Linked DNA regions of Mus musculus: region 1 is linked to region 2. A link is a contact called in public HiChIP or PLAC-seq data. All regions are on one chromosome and are shown on one strand. Each heading gives the region's core, a stretch centred on a gene start, on an enhancer-like site or on the middle of the called end of the contact. The rest is flanking DNA. Distances are from core to core; before and after follow the strand shown.

Evidence for each region. HiChIP or PLAC-seq counts read pairs in DNA pulled down with a chosen protein or histone mark.
Region 1: a contact with region 2 is called in an H3K4me3 HiChIP or PLAC-seq map of bone marrow-derived macrophages, with 3 times the contacts expected there. The contact joins the promoter of Fancc here to the enhancer-like site in region 2. A contact is called at or near these places in 2 of 484 Hi-C or Micro-C datasets (the C10 cell line and pre-B cells) and 5 of 115 datasets of contacts at active chromatin or transcription factors (bone marrow-derived macrophages, embryonic stem cells and pancreatic cancer cells).

What each region holds. Positions count from the first base shown.
Region 1 is chr13:63,430,356-63,433,094 of GRCm38.p6, reverse strand. Fancc (Fanconi anemia, complementation group C) reads left to right here and starts at 1,350. Exons shown (of 15, transcript NM_007985.3): 1 at 1,350-1,645.
Region 2 is chr13:63,037,034-63,039,930 of GRCm38.p6, reverse strand. The region is part of intron 3 of Aopep (aminopeptidase O); the gene reads right to left. Among named protein-coding and RNA genes, the nearest start is that of Gm46422, 56 kb to the left of the region's middle. Within about 2 kb of position 1,285, at least 21 of the 459 cell types and tissues checked have an H3K27ac peak or open chromatin away from gene starts, as enhancers often do. A contact at or near this core is called in bone marrow-derived macrophages, where this site is marked.

The DNA.
Region 1 (2,739 bases), core at 101-2,600, 390 kb before region 2:
ACTTTGGGATCAGGTTCCCCTGGGGTCTCCCTTTAAATTTTGATGTTGTTATTTTGTGTGTGTGGATATTATGACTTATTAATGTTTGTGCAGTGTGGTGCCGAAGGAGGCCAGAAGAGGGCATCAGATCCCTTGGACAGGGGTTACTAATAATTGTGAGCTGCCATGTGGATGCTGTGACTCAAACTCAGGTTCTCTGGAAGAGCAGCCAGTGCTCTTAATGGCTAAGCTATCTGTTACACCGCTCCCTTAATTAAAGCATACAGGTAATCTAATTCAGCAGTTGTTTTTCTACAACCCAATGTCTTTCGGCTAGTCTTTATTCTTCTCTTTCAAATTCAATTTACAATAAACAGAAAGATCGTGGATTAAAGGAGTGTGCTAGGGCTAAGCCACACGTGTAGAGATAGTTTTTTCTAGTATACAACCTCGGGATTCACAGTATGATCAAATATCCTGCAACAGAGTATTTAAATAAGAGCTATTTATTACAGGCATATATTCCTCCCTACATGTTATTTTTAAGGCACTAAGTTGTGGTCTTATTACAACGAATGGTTCTTAGGCACTAATTAAAAAAAAAAATTTAAGCCGGGCGTGGTGGCACACGCCTTTAATCCCAGCACTCGGGAGGCAGAGGCAGAGGCAGAGGCAGGCAGATTTCTGAGTTGGAGGCCAGCCTGGTCTACAAAGTGAGTTCCAGGACAGCCAGGGCTATACAGAGAAACCCTGTCTCGAAACAAACAAACAAACCAAAAAAATCTAAAAGTTTAAGGTTATCCTGACTCTTCCCCAATTCAAACATCTGTAAATAACCATGCAGATCTAAATTTGAAAATCTTTAAGAAAGGGCTGGCAAGATGGCTCGCTCATCAGGTAAAAGCTCCTACCACCAAGTTGAAGACTGGGTACCTGCATTAGTGAGAGAACTGATTCCCACAAACTGACCTCTAGGTTCACCTGGCATGCACACAAATGTAATGTTAAAAATTCAAGAATAAAAGATAAGCCATGTCTCACTTGACAAGAAGTTTCCACTTATGTGGCGTAAATGCAACTTTGAACCGATTTGAACCTGAACTAAGCAGTACATGGGCCTGACTAGGGATTGGAGCGATCACTAACCACAGACAAAACTCGTTTGTGGTTGGGCCCAGCAGGCTTGAACCCTATGTGGAGTTTGACCTATCTGGCAACTCCCGTCTCTCAAGAACCACATTCCAGGGCTCTCTCTTCTCTAAAGCCCTCACTCGGCGCCGCGAGTTAGCTATAGCCCGTAGTCGCCCACTTCCTCCAGGAGAGATTCAGATCTTCCCATCATGCCGCGGGAGCGCGCTGGGCCCCAGAGTGCACTGCGCGTGCGTGCGAGCGCGCGCGCAGCCCCACTCCCTTGCGGCCGCGGGAAAATTCCAAACACGTCAAAACAAAAAAAGTTCCGTGAGGCTGTGCCAAGTTTTCAAGCCGCAGAAGCCGGGCGGTGGCTTCTTTTCCGCCGCGGCCCAGTCTGCTGAGGCAGCTCTGGGTGAGGACCACCCGGGAAGACCGCCGTTTCCTGCTAGGGCAGAGAAGACTCGCGAGAACGTGCGCCCGAGTCTCAACGTGGGCGAGCCGCGCTCCCGCGGCGCGGTGGAGCTGAGGCAGGACGGTGAGAAGCTACGGTGGGCGGGTGCGAGCCGCGGGAGGGCGGGGCGGGATGTGGGGGGTTGGGGGGGGGGGAAGATATAGCCCGGCAGGAGGCGGGGCCTGGCGGGAGGCGGGGCTAGAGCCAGGTGGGAGGTGAGGCCGACGGTGAGGGGCGTGGCTAATCGGGGAGTTGAACCCAGCTTGGCAGTGGCCGACAGACGCGGTGGGCGTGACCACACGGAAACTGATCTCGGCGGGAGCCCGCACGACTTAGAGGGGCCGCTCCACAAGGGAGAGGAGCCGGAGGGGGGCTGCGCCATCGCAGATGAGCCCGGCGGGGCGGGACCGACAGTGAGGGGTGGGGTCTAAGGCCCAAGGTGAAGCTTGGTGAGCTTGGCTCGCGGCGATGGTAGAGAGGCATCTGTCCTTTACCCTTCGTCCCCATTTATTTTTATTTTTATTGTTTTAAGCAAATCCTCTCCCTCTGGTTTCAACGTAGCCGCAGGTACTTTTGGAAGGACTGGGGCAAAGGTGAAGCTTATTGCTCGCCATCCATTAGAGCAGCTCTGCTCAGGGTCTCAAGATCGCCCTCCCACAGCTGCTTGAGTGACAGGCCCAGAGGCCCATTCAAGGCCTGAGAGTGTTTAATGCTTGTGTCTTGCTGTCTTGCTGCCTTACTGGAACAGTTTTTAGGTGCTTGGGCTTGGAGGGGGTGCTGGATGAAAATCTTGGAACAGGCCAATGATATTGAAGACCTCTGTGTGCCTGGACTTTTCCTCTAGTATGAGATGATTCGAAAAATCCCATCCCTCATTAAATTAATCTAAGCGGGTGTGACCGACGTGAGATACCTATTTGTGGATGGCCCTCGCCTTTAGGGTGCTTCCAAATGGCAGATTTAACGCTCACAATTGAACAACTGGCGGTTATGTGTGTGTATGTAGAGGCCAGAGGTGGTGTCAGGAGTGCCCCATCTTTCCCTCCTTATTCGTCCCCCGCCTCTCCTCACACCCATCACATTTGGCTTGTAGGTCACCTGACTTTGCAAGCCCTTGGGGTTATGCCTTTCTCTGCCTCCCCATTGCTGAGATGACAAATGTGGGCCACACACTTAAA
Region 2 (2,897 bases), core at 36-2,535:
GGCAAATGTTCATACACATAAAATTTTAAAAAATACATCTTTTAGAGGAAAAGAAAACTAAGGGTCATGTTTGAAATCAGAGTTGGCACATGGTACCATGTCTGTGTCAGGAAAGAGTGCACAGGGGTGAGAGGAGGAGGCTGTGGGAGACACAAGGGTCATGGGAGGTTTGGCTATCAGGGGAGGCTGCTATGGAGATGTCCAGGTACTCGTGTCTGCTGGAGATGAAAGGATTTCATGCATTAGATCAATTCTGAATTTGTCAGGGAGCCACACAGAGGGAGAGAGGAAGATTCCAAACAATTCAAGCTCAACTTAATAAGACAACTGTCAACAAGACATTACAGCTGGGGCTGTCAGATAACTTCCCGCTGCCAACGTGAGAGAGGGTTTCAGCCACATGTAGATGGACAGGGAGAGCAAAGGGAACTCGGTATGTGCACATCCTGTCTGCTGGTGCATGCCAAAGTGGAACGTGAGGAAAATATACGGCAACATCAAAGTACATGAAGACACACTCTAAACACTCAGAGGATGTACAAACCCTGGAGGTAATTTATTACAGAAACCAAAGCCAAATTAAGAAAACAGTCTTGTTACTGTGACACAAGGAGACATAACTTCTACATACTATATACTCACAGCACCAGGGCAATACATTAGTGTGACAAATTGGGATCAAGGAACCACAATTTTTTTTTAAATAAAAGATGAAAATATCACATCATTTTTATCTCAAACAGAATCAGTAATGAGCAAAAGTATTACTGAAAAATCAGTAGTTCGTGGTATAAGCAGGGGCAAGGACACAGCTGTGCAAGCTCTTGTCTGGAATTTACAAAGCCTGAGGTCCCACCCCAACACTGTAAGGAAAGCTTTGGAGATTAATTAATTATATGTCTAGAGCATTAGACAAAGAGTTCTCATAATCTCTACAGCCAAGAGACACACATTAAAAACTTCCAATATACTTGTGCAGACACTGTTGGAATTAAAATGTAAGAATAAGCATTAAGAGCATGAAAATTCTCAACACCATTAGCTATCAGGGAAATCTGAACTGAAGCTGTGAGATAGCATTTCATACTGACTAGAGGGCTAACTTCAAAGATTGATTGTGCTAAGCACTCGCAGTGACAAACAACAACCAGAGCTCTTAGATGCTGCTAGCAAGAATAGGCAGCAATGTCAGACATCTTTCAAAATGAAAATCTAACATATGATTCCTCCTCAGAAATGCCACATTAGCACTTAGCTTAGAAAAGCAGTGAGGCAGGAAGTGTACATCCAGGCTGGGTGTGGCGGCCACAGGGTACTGCAAGCACTTGAGAGGCAGAGGCAGGAGGATCACAGGAGCTCAAAGTCAGGCAGCATCCTTCATCCAGCCCTTACTTGAAGAAAAAGTTAATATCTAGCCAAAAGTTGTTCATAAGGGAATTTATCTCACAGTCAATAAAAATATGCAAGGACACCTATAAAATGAACTACAAACTTTCCTTTGGAGAAAAAAAATTAAAAAACTATAACAGGAAAACAATTTAAGCTTAAGAGATCAAGAATGAAAAATCAGTTTAAATGTGTATTCAAAGGATGATTTAAAACTGAATGAAATGTGAAACAAGTGACAGCAATTCCTAAAGATATAATACACAGCAAAATATACAAAAAAATGCATTTAAATCCCAAATTGTATAAAATTTCCCACTCCTCTAAAGGGAGACCACACACGTGTTTGCATTTCCCTCAGCAAAGGAGAAAAGCTGAGGAAGTGAAGCCAGCCTGGCTCCTCTGAGGCCAGGCGCAGCGAGCAGAGAAGGAGGAGTAAGGAGGAGCTGGGCTGGACAAGGGCAGCATTCCGCGGGTAGAGTGCGTTCCCTACCATGCTACATAGCTAGCTTGAGGGTAACGGAGTGTACACGATTCCCTGTGTCAAAGAGTGCAGAACAGGCATGGAAACCAACAACTGAGAAATGGGACCTCGTGAAGCTAAAACGTTCCTGTACAGCAAAGGGCACCAAGACACTGAAGACACTGTACAGAATGGACGAGTCTTAACCAGCTGTACATCTGACAAAGAGTTAACATGAAGCATTTACAAAGAACTCAAAAAAAATATCAAACACCAACTGGGAGGTTTGTGCCCAATTTAAAACTGGGGCATGGAATTAAACAGAGTTTTCAAAAGGAGAGAGAGGGAGAGGGAGAGGGAGAGGGAGAGGGAGAGGGAGAGGGAGAGGGAGAGGGAGAGGGAGAGGGAGAGAGAGAGAGTGTTAAGAAACACAAATGGCTGAGAAATATTTCAAAATATTTTAAACATCCTTGGCTATCAGAGAAATATAAATTTAAACTACTTTGAGATTTCATTCTGTGCAACTTACAATAGCTAAGATTTTTTTTTTAATGACAACAAATATTGGCTTGGATTTGAGAAAGAGGAACACTTATTCACTGTTGGTGAGAGAGCAAACTGGTTCCCCAAAAGCTAGAAACAGATGTAGCATACAATCCAGCTGCATGACTCCTGAGACATTCCCAAAGGACTGTATGTATACCCACTCCTGAAATATTTGACCATCCATGTTCATTGCAGCTCTACTCATAATAGCCACAAAACGGAGACAGCATAGATGTTCACCCACTGAGGAATGGATAGTGGAAATGTGGTACATTTACACAATGGTCTATTATTTACTAATAAAGAAAGATGAAACCATGCAATCTGCAGGTAAATGGGGAGAGCCATGAATAATTATTGAGTGTAGTGACTGACCCAGAACCACAAATGCTGCATGTTCTCTCTCCTATATGGATGCTAGCTATGAACATCCAGATGTGTGTGCTTAAATTACAGTACCCAAAGAGGTTAGAAAACCAATAAGCAGCATGGGGAGGACATC